Linked DNA regions of Macaca mulatta: region 1 is linked to region 2. A link is a contact called in public Hi-C data. All regions are on one chromosome and are shown on one strand. Each heading gives the region's core, a stretch centred on a gene start, on an enhancer-like site or on the middle of the called end of the contact. The rest is flanking DNA. Distances are from core to core; before and after follow the strand shown.

The links. A called contact is a pair of places that touch in the nucleus more often than the background predicts.
Region 1: a Hi-C map of fetal cortex germinal zone shows a contact between it and region 2, with 3 times the contacts expected there. The contact joins the promoter of ZCCHC14 here to the promoter of MAP1LC3B in region 2. A contact is called at or near these places in 2 of 14 Hi-C or Micro-C datasets (cortical neurons and fetal cortex germinal zone).

What each region holds. Positions count from the first base shown.
Region 1 is chr20:82,866,064-82,868,763 of T2T-MMU8v2.0, forward strand. It overlaps ZCCHC14 (zinc finger CCHC-type containing 14), which reads right to left and starts at 1,405. Exons shown (of 15, transcript XR_013412006.1): 1 at 765-1,405.
Region 2 is chr20:82,762,611-82,765,310 of T2T-MMU8v2.0, forward strand. It overlaps MAP1LC3B (microtubule associated protein 1 light chain 3 beta), which reads left to right and starts at 1,282. Exons shown (of 4, transcript NM_001193625.1): 1 at 1,282-1,420. The coding sequence starts at 1,381.

The sequences.
Region 1 (2,700 bases), core at 155-2,654, 100 kb after region 2:
CCCAGACCCCCAGCGACACAGGCCCCAAGCGGGGCCCCGAACACCTGTGTGGAGGGAGCGGCTCAGCGCCTTGCAATGTTCACCTCACCGGCGGCTTCTGGCATGGCCACGGCTCCTTCCCTTTCTGGTAATAAATACCAGATTTGGGGAAACCAAGGCGCCGCAATCAGTTATCTGTCACCCAAGGGCCCCATTAAGGGGACAAAGGCCCTATCGCGTTTGCAGCCAGCTAAGTGAAAGGAGGGCACCCGGGACTGTGAGTTCTGACTGCGGACGTCTCCCGCACCGCTCCCGCGGATCCTCGGACCCAGGGCCCCTGTAGCCGCTCCTGCCCAAGGGGCGCGAGGCATAGGTCTGGAGGCTTTGGGGCACGCAGAGGGGACTGAGGGTGTGGGTTCAGGGCCGCGGTGCGGTCTTGGGGCTTGAAGTGCAGACTTAGGGTGCGGAGTGGGGGCTTAGGATGTGGGCTTGGGACACGGGATGGGGACTTGAGATGTACGGTGGAGGCTTGGAGAGGTGGGGCACACATTTGGGGTGCGGGGTAGAAGCTTGGGATGGGGCTTGGAACACAGGTTGGGGGCTCGCGGTGCAGGCTGGAGGCCTGGGTGGGGGCTGTCGGTGCAGGTTGGAGGCGTGGGTTGGGGGGGGTTGCGGTGCAGGCTTGGAGGCCTGGGTGGGGGACTCGCGGTGCAGGCTGGAGGCTTGGCGTGCAGAGTTAGGGGCGCAGAGTTGGGTACAGGGCAGAGCTCGGGGCGGGCACGCACCTTGTGACAGGCCGGGCAGGTGGGCAGCGCGCCGCCCGGCCCGGGCGCGCCCTTGCCGCCGTGGCCCCCGCCGCCGTTCAGGCTGCTCTGGATCTGCGTAAGCTCCTGGCGCAGCACCTGCTTCTGGTGGAAGCTGAAGGCCGGGTGGTTGGAGGCCATGGTGAACAGCAGCAAGAACTCATCGCCCGTGCGGCCCTCGTTGAGCTGCAGCCCGTAGTTGTGAATGATGGAGTCGATGTGCGTGAGCGTGCGGTAGAGCACGCCCGCCGCCTCGCGCTGCTCCGAGCCCAGCAGCGCCAGCGACACCAGCAGCTTGCTGCGCACCACCTCGTCCGTCAGGTTGGTGAGGCTGCCTAGGTCGGCCGGGTTGTTGGCCTTGATCTCCGAGTCGCGCAGCGAGTGGTAGTCCTTGCGGGCCAGGTCCTCCAGGCACGAGCCGAGGAAGCGCAGCTCGAGCGGGATGCACAGGTCCAGCAGGCCGCACAGGAACTCCACGCGCTGCGGCGACGGCAGCTCCGAGAACCAGCGGTACACGCCGTCCCTCTGCAACGGGCAGCGCTTCTCCACCATGCTGCCGCCCGCGCCGCGCCGCGACCCGGGGCCGGGGGCCGCGCGGGGGCGGCCGGGGGGCGCCGGGGGCCGCGGCCGGGGCGCGCCGGGGCCGGGGGCGCGCGGGCCGGGGCCGGGTCCGGGCGAGGGCGCGCGGGCGCCGCGGGCCTGGCGGGCGCCGGGGCGGGGGCGGGGACCGGGGCCGGGCAAGGCTCCCGTCAGGGGCCGGCGGGCGGGCGCGCGCGAGGCGCCGGGGGGGCCCGGGGCGGCCGGGGCGGCCGGGGGCGGCGAGCGGCCTCGGGCCCCCCGCTCACGGGGAGGCGCCTTCCCCGCGCCCGTGCCCAGCGGCGGCCGGTGCGCGGCGGCGGCGGCGGCTGCTCCTCGTCGTCGTCGTCGTCGTCGCCCGGGAGGCGGCCGCCCCCATCTCCCCCCGCGCCGCAGGGTCTGTCACTGCGGGCCGCCCCCCGACGGAGCCGCCCCGGCCATGCCGTCGCCGCCGCCCGCGCCTCCGCCCAGGCCGGCCGTTACCCCGGGCCGCGGGCGCGGCGTCGCCGCCTGGGGAGCGCTGGGGGCCGCGGCCGCGGAACGGGCGCTGGCGGGGGAGGGACGCGCGGCGGGCGGCGCGGAGGGATCCGGCCGGGACTTGCCGGCCTTGCTGCTCCCGCGCGGCGGACGGATCCGGGCCCGAGCGCGGCGGCGGCGGCGGCAGCGGAGGCGCCGTCAGAGGAGCGGAGGGATCGTCGCGCTCGCGGCTGACGGGCGGCCGGGACCAGCAGAAGTGGGCGGGGTGGCCGCCTCTCGCGACAGCCCGGGCCGGCCGGGCCCGCCTCCCCCCGCTGATTGGCTCAGGCGGCCCGTTCTCGGCCCGTGATTGTGCCTGGACCCCAATCCCATTCGCCCGTGCCGCGGCCACGCCTCCCCGGGGGTTGTCGATCATGTTGGAGCCACCGCCTCCCGTCCCTCGGCGGCCGTCAGGACGCGATTGGTCCGCGGAGATCGGAGAGGCGGAAAACCCGGGCTGGATTTCTGGTTGCTTTTGTTCCCGCAAATTTGCGTGGAGCATTGTTTTTGGGCGAAAACGGGGCGTTCGGCCTTCCTGCTTTATTCCTGAGCGGTGTAAGAGGGAGGTAGTGGGTATCTTCGAGAAATGGCCGCCGCGGGGTCCGGACCCCCGGGTTCCAATCCCGGGTCGACCACTGCTAAGCTGTGTGACCTTGGACGAGTCACTTGGCCTCTCTGAGCCCCAGGCGCCTCCCCGGGAAAATGAGGGTAATAATAACCGCCCCCGAGGGCTTGTGCGAAGGTGATGAGCTCACAGAGGGCCGGCACCGGCACTTTTGAGGCGGCTGACTTGCCCTGGGGGTGTGGTGGGAGGTGCAAGCTTTCT
Region 2 (2,700 bases), core at 32-2,531:
AAATCCTGGAACTATGGGCTCTTTTAAAGTACTAGATACTAAAGAACAAAAACAGCCAAATAGCCGGGAGCAGTGGCTCACGCCTATAATCCCAACTCTGAAGGAGGCCGAGGCGGGAGGGTCGCTTGAGGCCAGGAGTTCAAGACCAGCCTGGGCAACAAAGCGAGATGGCGGCTCTACTCCCAGCTTCTGGGGAGGCTGAGGCAGGAGGATCCCTTGAGCCCAGGAGGTCGAGGCCACCACGAGCTATGATCGCGCCACTGCATTCCAGGCTGGGCAACAGAGCAAGACCCTGTCTCAAAAAAAAAACCCCAAAGGATCTAGTGCTGTTCCTACAGAGACACGTTGGCCATAGGCTGAGGTGGGCAATAGCAACCAAATACCGCATGGTGACTGACGCCCTGCGGCCCATTTGGAGTCCTCAAATCTGACTGCCCTGTTACAGATGAGTCCGAGACTCAAAAACTGTCACGAGTGTAAGGTGTCCCGCGAGTTTAGTGGCTGGGAGGCTGAGGGGTGGACAGGGCGGCTAGCGACGTGGGGCAGCCTGGCCGTCGCTGCGGGCGACCTAACGGGAGGAAGATCTCACAGCCAGCAGGAGCGTCCCAGGATGAAGGCCTCGGGACAAAAGCAGTTCCGTAGACGCCCCAAGGCTGGGCGTCGAGTGACTGCGGGCGGAGGTCACCAGCGGCCGCTCCCCGGAAGCCACCCACGGACCGCACGCGCCCCGCAAGCGGAGGGGGCCGGGGCTCCACGGGCGAGCGGCGACCCTGCCTCCCGAAGAGGACGCGGCCTGCCCTGCGCGCCTCAGCCCGGGGTGCCGGCGTCTGGGCCCGCACCGCCAAGTCTCTCTCCGGAGGGGAAGGGATGGTCGAGTTTACCCCATGTCCCTTCCTTGGACCGCTCCCTCAAGAGCGACCCGGGACACCACGCCCGTGGCTCAGCCTCCCCCGCCCCGCGCTGCCCTCTCCTCAGGGCCGGGGAGCAGGCTCCCGAGCGCCCACAGCCCGGGGCTGCGGCCCGGCCCACAACCGTCACCTCAGGCGCCTCAGGCGCTCAGCATTGCTGGGCGGGGCAAGTGCACCACCGGGAGCATGCGCAGAGCGCCCGTTTCACTCATCGCGCATGCGCACACACCTACCCCGCCCCCACGCTGCGTGCCTTTCCTGTGTTCCGCCACGCCCGCCATGGCGGCGGCCCTGGCCGGCTCTGGCCCCGCCCCTCGGTGACGCGCTGCGAGTCACCTGACGAGGCTGCGGGCTGAGAAGACACAAGGGAAGTAGCTGTCGCCAGAGTCAGATTCTCCGCCGCAGCCGCCGCCGCCCCCAGGAGCCGCCGGGACCCTCGCGTCGTCGCCGCCGCCGCCCAGATCCCCGCACCATGCCGTCGGAGAAGACTTTCAAGCAGCGCCGCACCTTCGGTGAGTGTCGCCGCGAGGGCGCCGGGTGCGGCGGGTCCGGGGTCCGAGCTGTGGAGGGCGGCAGGGCCTGGGACGCCGTGAGGGGCCGGGGCCGAGCCGGGAGGCCGAGCGGGGCCGGTGGCTGCCGGCCGGCGGGGCCGAGGGACGCGGGGCCCGGGGCACTGTGAGGGACCCAGGCCGGGGCCGAGCCGGGAGGGCCAGGGGCTGGTCTGGGCCGTGGCGGCCTGCGGACCCCTCGGAGGCCTAGGAGGAGGCAGCCCGCGGCGGGCGGGCGGGGACCGGTGCGCTCGGGGCCCCCGGGCCTGCTGAATCACCCGGCGCCCTCCGCGGCGGGCTCCCTGCCGCACCCCGGCCACCGCCGCCCCCTCGAACGTGCTGCCGGGCGAGGGTCGCGCTTCTGGGGCCCAAGGGCCCCCGGGGCCACGCTGGGCAGTTCGGCTCTGAAGCCGGGCTGCGCCGGGACCCGGCGCGTCACCTTCAGGGCTAGTTTTCCCGTCGAGGGAGCCCGCCCGGCTGCGAGTGCCCCTTACAGACCCCAGAGCCTCCGTCGAGAGCGGGGGAACGTGCCGGGCCCCCGGCCCCGCCGCGCCCGGGACGGCCCACGGCGGTGTTGACAGTTGTGTGTGTAGCCCGGGAGCTGGGGTGGGAGACTTCTCTTGGGTTTGCGTTTCCGTTCTCACCTTGACACCAGGAATACATCCCTTTTCCGCCAGTTCAGACTGGAAACCCAACTGAGGTGTCCTGGCATTTGGTTAAACGTGCAGGTGTCACCATCACAGTATTTACTCCACGCAGATGATGCGAAGTGATTCTTTCCCTTTTGAGCCAGAGAACGCAGCAGATCCGGATATCTGTTTTTGCCTAAGCTCCAGGCACCGGTTTGGTAGGGAGGCACCGCGTTCGTCCCAGCGGACGGCGAATGTCTGCCGCCATCCTCGTCGGGAGCCCACACAGTGGTGCTGTTTGTCTGCTTTTGCCTCGTTTCCCGGAGTCTAGAAAGAGCTTAGCGTGTATTTGAGTTTGGATATAGTTTTGCACGTCTCGTTATTGACCGTTATTTTATTTCTTGTGCCTGAGAAACTTCAGTAAATGAAAATGGGCCTTGGCTTGCCAAGCGTATCTTTTCCAACAGCCTCTTGAGGCAGTCCGTTGGTTAGCAAGACTTAGACGTGCCTTTTTTGTTAGAAGTTTTCTTGTTAGTGACCTTAATGAACTCTTACTAGTGTCTAGGCTTATTGAGCCCTGAGAGCAGCATTTAAGGCAGATTTTCTTTCTTTCTT